Regions from separate parts of the Mus musculus genome. Here region 1 is linked to region 2. The links are chromatin contacts, called in public HiChIP or PLAC-seq maps. All regions are on one chromosome and are shown on one strand. Each heading gives the region's core, a stretch centred on a gene start, on an enhancer-like site or on the middle of the called end of the contact. The rest is flanking DNA. Distances are from core to core; before and after follow the strand shown. Region 1 has its middle 47 kb from the start of 1110002O04Rik. Region 2 overlaps Hs6st1 (heparan sulfate 6-O-sulfotransferase 1).

What was found. HiChIP or PLAC-seq counts read pairs in DNA pulled down with a chosen protein or histone mark.
Region 1: an H3K27ac HiChIP or PLAC-seq map of embryonic stem cells shows a contact between it and region 2, with 5 read pairs. The contact joins two enhancer-like sites. A contact is called at or near these places in 1 of 39 promoter capture datasets (embryonic stem cells), 3 of 484 Hi-C or Micro-C datasets (bone marrow-derived macrophages, embryonic stem cells and natural killer cells) and 11 of 115 datasets of contacts at active chromatin or transcription factors (craniofacial prominence, double positive thymocytes, embryonic forebrain and 4 more).

The regions. Positions count from the first base shown.
Region 1 is chr1:35,820,966-35,825,634 of GRCm38.p6, reverse strand. No RefSeq gene overlaps it. Among named protein-coding and RNA genes, the nearest start is that of 1110002O04Rik, 47 kb to the left of the region's middle. Within about 2 kb of position 2,689, at least 13 of the 459 cell types and tissues checked have an H3K27ac peak or open chromatin away from gene starts, as enhancers often do. A contact at or near this core is called in embryonic stem cells, where this site is marked.
Region 2 is chr1:36,085,498-36,090,510 of GRCm38.p6, reverse strand. The region is part of intron 1 of Hs6st1 (heparan sulfate 6-O-sulfotransferase 1); the gene reads right to left. Among named protein-coding and RNA genes, the nearest start is that of Hs6st1, 20 kb to the right of the region's middle. Within about 2 kb of position 2,065, at least 126 of the 459 cell types and tissues checked have an H3K27ac peak or open chromatin away from gene starts, as enhancers often do. A contact at or near this core is called in embryonic stem cells, where this site is marked.

The DNA of each region.
Region 1 (4,669 bases), core at 1,440-3,939, 270 kb after region 2:
CGTCTGGTGGAGGTGTTTCACCAGCTGAGACTCAAGAATTCCAACACAATTAGTTTTTAAGGCCTGGCTTCCTCTCCAGCTGGAAACTGCAGTCTTCTAAGATGCTCATCAGAAACTTTGACAGGGAAAGGCTGTGTCTTAACTCCCGGGGGCAACTCTGCTCTCCTGGTTTTATTTTAGCTGATTGTAATTCCATCCAGGGCACCTCCAGAGGCCCCCACCCCCCGCCCCGCCCTGCCCCGCCCCATTTACAAGAGGAGTAACTTGAGAATCACCTAACTGCTACAGGTGATGACTAGTAGCAATTGTAAATGGGGCTCTTTCCGTACTCCTGGGCACACCACAATTTCTTCCTGAAAGCCTCTTTTTCTATTAACCCCTATGCTTAAAATTCATGTTAAGATGTCTTTTAATAACCCCCTAGTTCTCTTTCTTGCTGGTTCACCCTGAAATTGTCTTCTTTCATGGCCAAAGATATATGGTTTTATGTAAGTCAAGTTCCCTAAAAGATTATGGGAACCCCACAAGGCAACAAGGCAACTCCTCCGACCACTGTGAGTGAAAGTAAAGAAATGTACTTTGTCACTGACTTCATTGACAAAAGGCAGGGAAAGGAGTTAGAAAGGTCCAAACTTCTAAGGACATCGAGGATCAAGGAGAACACGGCATTAGACAAGATAATCCCAGAAAGCCCTGGAACTTGAAAGCGGGCAGATAAACAGTACGACCATCATTTTGCAAGAGTGGAAAGCCCCCGAATGGCTACAGAACGGCTGGCGCCAGGGCCCACACCAACTGGCTTTTTCCACAATGGAGATGCAAAAACATCTGAAAAGGGGCTGAAAACTTTGGACCTCTGCGAAGACTCAGGCTGAGTAGCCGATCTTTGGGGGTTGGTGTTACAGTCTAGTTGAAGCCAACTGATAGCAGCTAGAGTCCTGGCTTTTTGCCTGCTCTGCCCTGTCCATCTGAGCAGCAAATGGCTTGGGGACCACACCATCTGGCTGCAACGGTGTGCTTGTTTTCTCTTTGTTCCCATCCAGCGGCGCTCCCCGCACCACCACCCCCCCCCCCCGCCTCCAATCCCCTGCCCCTGGACATCCAAACGAGAAACCCTGTGGCCACTTGCTTTTCAGGCATCTGTGGGTGCCCATGCAGCTTCGTACGCCCCCGTAAACTTTCTCTGTAAACGGTGCTGACACCTGTGTAAACTTTCCTTCGTCTGCAGATGGCTTTATCAAGATGTGTTAGACACGTGCAGACTGCCGCCTTTTCCTGGGGGCGTACAGCTAATTGCTGGGATGTGTCAGCCGCCTCAGCAGTGGCTGCAGAGCATTGAAGAGACTGCAAAAGTCAGTGTGGACAAGTGCAGGACAAGGAAGCCTTCTCTGAGGGTCAGAGTTGTCTGAGCTCAGGGTTTTCTTTCAGACTTACTGCAGGGATTGGCCTGGAGAGAGGGTCTCTTTGCAGTTTATGCCATATGGGTTTGCGCGCACTGGAATGCCCCCCCCCCCCCCCCCGGCCCCGGCCCATGCTGGAAACTGTTGCCAGGCATCATTTCATTTAAGTGGGAACTGTGGGACTGGCAGAGGCAAGAACAGCTAGCCCTAAAAGAGCCAACCCATGGGGTCCTCTGGAGCTCCTCTGGCTGACTGCTTCCTGTTTTGGAAGGCTGAGAGGAGAAACAGAGCCTCAAAGTGCCCTAATCAATACAATTCTGGTGTCATTGATTTTTTTTTTTTTTTTTTTTTTTTTTTTTGGTCAAGGAGAGGCAAAGGAAACAGCTGGTGAGCCAAATTCTTCTGGGAGAATGTGAGAACAGTTGACTGGCAAGCAGGCCCTGGAGTCTACTGCCTGAAGGGCTGTCTGCATGCTGTTCACAACCACTGGTTGGCTGGAAGACTGGTCAGCACCTGGAAGACACAGGGATATTGATAACCGCAGTGCCACATAGATAAAGTTCTACGGATGTTACCCCACCCCCCCATCCCCATATCACAAACTCCAAGAGCCTCATAAGGCCCAGAGTGATGTCCCGAAGTTAAAGGATCAGAGACTTGTGTCGTGAAGAACAGAGAGGAAGCTGGGGATGTAGCTCAGTTGGTAGAGCATTTGCCTAGCATCCTTGAAGTCCCAGAGAGAGGATAGTAGGTTCTCTTCAATTTTGGCAGTGGAAACTCCTCTCAAGGGAGACCATATCCTTTCTTGCAGAGGCTCTGAGCAAAAACCTGGGGCAGTCAGTCCTTCCCTCCACGTTATTTGATGCTCACATCAATAAGTACATTAGAAGCAGGCCCCTTCTCCCACTAGAGACAGGAGGATCAGAGGTTCAAGGCCATCCTTGACTACATAGTGAGTTTGAGGCGTTAGTGGGAAACAAGAAACTGTTTCAAAAAAAAAAAAAAAAAAAAAGAGGAGGAGAGGTAAAGGAGAAGCAGGGTTGGCTGGGTAAAGCCAGGGAACAGTGAGAATCCTTGGGAGAATGGACAGAGTATGCAGGCCGCAGAGCAGCCTCCGAGGGCTCTGCTCCCAGGTTACTCTAGTTTTGCAACAGGCTTCTCTGTTGGTCTTGGTCTAACTGCTTTGATATCCGCATATTGATGTCCTGCTGGGCCCTAGATCAGTCTTTGGCTGGGCAGTGGGATGGGTTAGAAGACAGTGTGATGAGAGTTGCAGTCTTTGATTGGACACAGAGGACAAGCCTAAGGGTGAGATCTTTTTTCAGTTGTTGTAGGGATACAGAGTAGAGTCCTTCTGGCAATCTTCCCTGCGTGTGATCCAGGTCGGCTGGCCGAGTGGCCAGAGGCTCTGGGGCTTCATAGCTTGGAGCACCCCTGTGTTGCGAGCCTGGCAGGCGGAGTGCTTAAATATTTATCACAAACAGAAATTGATATTGGAGAACTAAACTCCGAAAAAAGGAAATTGAAAGCCAAGGGAGGGTGAGACCTCTGCATCCCAATTTGTAGCGGCCAGCCTCTGAATATTTCATTAGCTCCTCCGAGCGCTGCAGGGGCCAGATGTTGCGGATGTGAGAGTTTCTGGTTATTCACACAGCAGTGCGCCTCCCCAGCAGCACGCAGCTCATCATCCTGGGGCTGTGCAGAGGTCATATGCAAAGGTGCCTTTAAAAAAAAAGTGAATAAGAACATGGTGGGCTGGGCTGGGCAGGGCTTGTGGTGGGTGGGGCGGGGCTTGTGGTGGGTGGGGCGGGGCTTGCATCGAGCTGCCTAGGGAGTAATAAGAGAGGAGAAACGTGTTGAAACTACATGACACTGGGAAAAGGAGGTGGCATATATGAGAACAGGGACTGACTCGAATGAATCGGAGTTTTCATTCTGCTACTCTTTATGTCTGTGTGTAGGGAGAGAGGTAAGTCCCGAGTGAATGTGTACTGTTTGACACCTGTTTGACATGGACATTGCCATGTCAAGGAACCCTACACCCCATGTGAGGCAAAAAAGAAACCCTTCAGGGGCTGAGTTCAAGTGTTGACAGTACGTGAGAAAGTATCCACCACTGGCTTTATCTCTCCAGGTGTTTGTGTGTGGCCCGAAAACCGCTTCCCTGCAAGGATAAGCTAAGCTGCCTCCTTGTTCAGAGGGATATAACGAGCCCAATTCTTGTTTACCTGTATGCCATCATTGGTTGCTTGTTCAACTGTGGATAGCAAGAACATGGAAATGCGGCTTCCATGGTGCCGCAGCTTCTCTGTCAGAAAACACTTGAGCCCAGCTTTTCTGTCTGTGTGCCTGTGGGTCTGCCATTTCCTCATTCCCATGCTACCCCAGTTAGGTTAATTCCTAGAGCCCTGCAGTACTCAGCATCTCAGACTTGATGAAGTACAACCACCACCACCATCATCACCATCATCACCATCTTCATCATCATCATCCATATTACTATCTTTATCATTATCTAACTCTGTCCTTGACTCATGAACTGATCTATTCCTTAACGGAACCATGTCAATATAAACTCTGGCCATTTTACAGTTGAGGTAACTGAGGGATAATAAATTGGGTCCAAGGGAGCCAAGAGCTATTATTACAAGGCAGAGCAGTCTGCAATTCCCTATAGGTCTTCCTAGCTCAAATGCAGATGATACAAATCTGTGTGCTTATTCTCTTTGCTTCTGCCATTGACAGTACACATCGCTGAGGACATCGGCTCCGTGTGCCCAGGACCTGAAATTGCTCAAGGCCAGGAAAATAGCAGGTGAATGTCTACATGGATAACAGGAGATCAAGCAAGATCTACATGGCAGGGAGATCAAGCTGGAAGAGAACGTTCTGGATTTCAGGCTGTTGGGCTCCCTCTAGCTCAAAGCTCCCTATGGATAATGCTTGTGGTCTCTCCATAGAAGGACCCTCCACCCCCACCCCCGGCCTTTCAGAGGGAGGGGAAGGGAATGGGCAAGGTGAGGAAGAAGTGCCTTGCCACCAAGCCTGAGTTTCGAGCTCTGGGACTGCGTGTGTGGGTGGAAGGAGGGAACGGACTCCTGCAAGGTGTCGTCTTCTGTGCACTTCACCCTCCCCAACTGAAAACAAATAACTCTTAAAAATAAAATGAAACACAGGGTGGGAAGCAAGGGAAGACACCCAAGGTCAAACCTCTAACCATCACAGGTGCATAGGCACATGCAAACACAACACATACAGATAGACAGACA
Region 2 (5,013 bases), core at 816-3,315:
CAGGGCCGGCCTTGCAGCTTGGCTGAGTGCCCATGGTTACTTCTGCCTGAGGACATACTTAGTTGGCTTCTAAGGTGTTCTTAGTCCTCCTCCCCTTTCTCACTCTGGCCTGGGCAGTACCACACAAAGTCCTTTCCCCAGTTCCTAAATCCCAGGAAGGGTGTTGAAGGCAGTGTAGCCTAGAAGGCCTTAAAGTACTTTGAGAAGTCAGGCTTACAATAAGGTAGGGCAGTCCCCACAAGGAAGGGGTTAACAGGGAACAGCTAGAACAGGGAAGTGGGAGGTAGGGCAAGCACAATAGGGACTTAGCCCAGCCAGCGCCCCAGGCCCTCCTACTGAACTAGGACAGGCCAAGGGGAGCCAGAGAATCATCCAGGCTGGCCTGGACAGGCACAGGCTTGGCTGGCTCTAGACCCCCACGGCTTTGACCTGCTCTGGCTGGGAGCAGCGAGGCTTCTGAAATGTCAGGAACGCTCTAAGCTTCTGGCTCATCTGTCCTCTGGATACTTCTGTCAGGCGTGGGCACAACCACACCCGCCAGGGTCGAGAAGCCAGGGACCACACTTCTTGGGAGTAGCTGTGAGAGTTCACTTTGGGTAGGATGCTGGGGCCCTCAACGGCTCGGGGAGGCTAAGAGTTGAATGGGTAGATTGAGACACACAGTTGTTTTCATATGCAACAGCAGCAAATGGGGCCTAGCTATTCCATCAGGTATGGGGGAGGGAAGTGGGGGGAGGGACTAGACCCCAGACTGGGATGCAAAGGGCTAAAGGCTCAGCCCCTGACATGGGGGGAGTGACTCAGAAGGGCAGTGGGAGGAGCATGTGGTGTGGTGTCAGCTGACCGGGCTCCCAGTGGAAACAAGACTTGACTCAGGAGAAGCCTGAGAGAGGAGGTGACACTGTGGGCAGCTTGCAGCTGGGAGTTGTGACCTGGCCCTTCATCTATCCCTGTCACTACTGCTCCTCCTGTGATGGGGGACATACCCAGCTACAGTGTTCCCATGCTTCCTGGTAGTAAGGAGGTGGAAGGCAGAGAGGCTGAGCTGTGTGTGCACCCTACATTGTGAGACCTGAGTCCCTGGGCTAAGCAGAGATGCATGAGATCTGGAGATGGGGGGAATCTGCTCACGGAGCAGGGCACCACAAGTCCCGGATTGCAGAATGTGAGGCACCCAGTGCCCATCTCACGCAGCAAGAGCACAGAGCTGCAGCTCAGGGTTCCCGTGCCATGCTGTAGCCATATGGCCCCACTATGTCTGCCACTGGCTTTGTCTTCTTATGCTTCAGGGCGGAGGCCTGTCCCTGCAGTCCTCAGATCTGTCTCAAGTGCAAAGGGTGCCTCTGGGAACACACAGACCCTTTTGCACCCTGGATTGGGTATAGGTGACACTGAGGTCACTTGGCCCTTTTCGGAGAGGACGCCTCAACCTTGGCCCTGCCGGCCCTCCGGGGCTCTGGAAGGCAGGTCCCAGCTCTGCCACTGGGCCATCACTAAAGCTCATGTCATTTTTCATTTTAACTAAATCTATACGGCTATTATGGTGTGCATTTGTGTATGGTGTGTGTGTGCATGTCATGGTGCCTGTATAGAGGGCAAAGGGCAACTCTGTGGAGCTCTTCTCTCTCCCCTGCCTGCACAGCGAGCATATTTGCAAATGTCCTCCCCCCAATCCCTGCTTCTCTCTCTTCTTTAAAAAGAAGGGCCCTACAGATCACTCTCACCCAGGGGAGCACCTGGAGTCTTTGGTGCAGCTGCAGCCGCACCCCTCTGTACAGCCTCCACGGGGGCCCACCCCAGCACTGCAGACACACACCACAGCACACACCTCACCATGCTACTCTGAAGCCAGCACAGGCTACACACGCCAGGGCCCCACCCCACACCTGTCTTAGAAGGGAGCACTGCTCTTTGCCAGGGCCTGCTTCAGGGTCCTGCACACACCAGGCCTAGCTGTGCTGTTTTTCTTTCCTGCTTTGTTTCTCTACTAGTCTGGCCCCATGGGGCCTGGGCAGAATGAGGCCTCATCTAAGCCTCTGAGGTGAGGCTTGGCATGAAGCCTACTGGCCAACCATCCCAAAGCCACTCCCTAGAGCCGAGAGCAAATTACTGGCAGGGACTGTCTTCAGCAAGCACTGGGTGAGTGGGGAGTGGGCGTGGGGGAGGGAAGCCCTGGGTGGTCAGAGCGGCAGAGAAAGAGCTGGAGAACAGAAACTGGGAGAGCTGCACCCCAAGGTTCATGTCTTCTAAGGTCTCAGCCTCTGGGTGTGTGCAGAAAGACCAGAGCAGCCCAAAGCAGGCACCAGTTAAGTGTCAGATTCCCTTCCCTGACATATACCCTGTTTGTATTGGGACCAGCCTTGGCCTGACACTTTAAAGGAAACAAGAACTAACTAGCCAACACAAAGACACAGACAGACGCACGCACACGCGCGCATACACACACACACACACACACACACACACACACACACACACACATACACACACACACACACACACACACACACACACACCACACGGGAGTGGCCTGCTGTTGAGTGTGTAAAGGGCTCTGTACTGACTCCTGACTGCCCTGGAACTGCTGTGAGCGGTGCAGTTGGCTGGGTTAGAGACCCTGTGGTATCCGGGTCAGCAGCCCAGGACTCAGAAGCCTCTCCAGCCCTTGGCCACCCTGCACGGGGCTCCCTGATAAACCAGGTCTCTAAGGCTTTGGAGATGACAAGCAAGACAAAGACATGAGGGTGGGCTCAGGCCACCAGTATGAGAAGTTAAGCCCTCTGCGTGCCCGTGAATTGGCTTGTGGGACTGTTAAGAGCCAGGTAGGGAGAGGGGAAGCTGCCGGGAAAGGGCTCTGGGGCATCAGAAACAAAACAAGGACACCCACTTGCCCACTCCAGTCGACATAATCCCAGAAATAGGCAAGAAAAGGAAATAAAAGCCATACAAACAAGAAGAGACAAGTCAAGTTATGTCTGCAGAGGAACTGTTTTATATACAGAAGCCCCCAAACAACGGGAGCGGAGAGAGAACTACAACCGACGGACTCGGCAATGTCGTAGGATATAAATTTAAAAGTCGGTTTTACATACAAGCAATAAACAACCTGAGGAGGAAATGAACAAAGTGACGACGTTTACAGCCGCGTCAAGAGTAAGCGTAACCAAGGAGCTGGAAGATTTGTATACCGAGAGCTGTAGTCCACGAGAGACAGACAGACGTGAAGACTGGCACGGACAGAAGCAGCAGCTAGTGCTGAGGGACTAGAAAACCTAACCAGATCTACGGATCGGATCGGCAGAGGTTTATACCGCTCGTAACTACAAACTGCTTTCTGTGTATGTGGAGCTCATCTGAGTCTCATGGAAGACATCTCAAATAACCACAGTATGTCATAAAGAGCAAAGTTAAAGGACGTATGTGCCAAAACTTAACTAGAAAACGGTGGTAATCAAAACCCTGTGATACTGGCACAGAGATAGACAGACACACACACTCACTCACACACACAAACTGTACCCCCCCCCCCAACAATGATTTAACAAAAGATGTTAAGGCCATTCTTAGGGAAAGAGATGGAGACCTAGGCAACCATTTCCTACAGAATAAATCTGAAGTTTGCCTGCGACGTTTTTGAATAGGAACGGCCCCCATAGACTCATGTGTTTAAATGCTTGGCCCATAGTAGGTGGCACTATTAGAAAGTGTGGCCTTGTTGGAGGAAGTGTGCCACTGTGGATGCTGGCTTTGAGGCCTAGTGGGGGAGTTTCCTCCTGTCACTTGTGGATAAAATGTAGAACTCTCAGCTCCTTCTTCAGCACCATGTCTGCCTGCGTGCTGCCATGTTTCCCGCCATTATGATAATAAACTAACTCTCTCAAACTATAAGCCAGTCCCAGTTAGAGGTGCTGTGGTCATGGTGTCTCTTCACAGATGTAGAAACCCTAATTATACCCTAAGATATCACCTCAACTCACCTTGTAGGATTGGGGCTTGGAGCCAGGGCCTGGTATAGGCTAGGCAAGTGCTTAGCCTTTACCATGAGTCCTTGGAATTTTGTCTTCCTTTACATATCAAAACCAATGCTAGAAGGATCATTGAAGAGCCCAAACATAAATCAACACTGGGGGAAGTTTATTAGGTTGGACTTGGTGATGATTTCTTAGAAAGGCAAAGGAGACAAACTAGGCTTCATTGCAATTAAAAACTTTTGTAAGGCTAAGTCATCAACAGAGTGAAAAGACAATCCATGCTGAATAGGAGAAAGTATTTGCAAATGTTGTATTCGGTAATAAATCGATATTCAGATATCCATCATATATAAAGAACTCTTATGACTTAATAAAACACCAACAACCCATTGAAAAATGGTAAAGAAGCTGAATAGACATTTCTCCAAAGATATACAAATGGCTAAGAAGCATATAAGATGCTCACCAGAAGTGTGTATAAGAGGACTGCTAACCCAAAGCCCAGTGAGAAGACTGGCAAGATGGCCCAGTGGGTAAATCTCATGACACACACACAAGAAGGTCCAGTTCCAGTCTCCAAAGAAAAGTAGGGCATAGTGCCACATGCCGGGAGCCCCAGCACTGGGTGTGCGGCAGAGACAGGAGGATCTCTGGGGCTTGCTGGTCAGATGGTCCATCCAATGGGTGAGCTCCAGGATCAGTGAGAAATCCTGCCTCAAAAATATAAGGAAGGAGAAGGCTGGGTGTGGTGGCACACGACTTTAATTCCAGTACTTAGTGGAAACAGAAAGATCCCTGTGAGTTGGAGGGCAGCCTGGTCTCTATAGCAGGTTCCAGGCTACCCTGGGGATACATAGTGATAACCTGTCTCAAATAGGCAAACACAAACAACAGCAAAACTAAGCAAATAGAAAAAAGTGGAGAGCCATGGAAGGAGATCCCCGACATCAGGCTTCACACTTGCACACACACATGAATGCATAGACATAGACTCAAAACCACAATTGGGTGCCACTTCGTATGCATCAATATGGTGTATTAA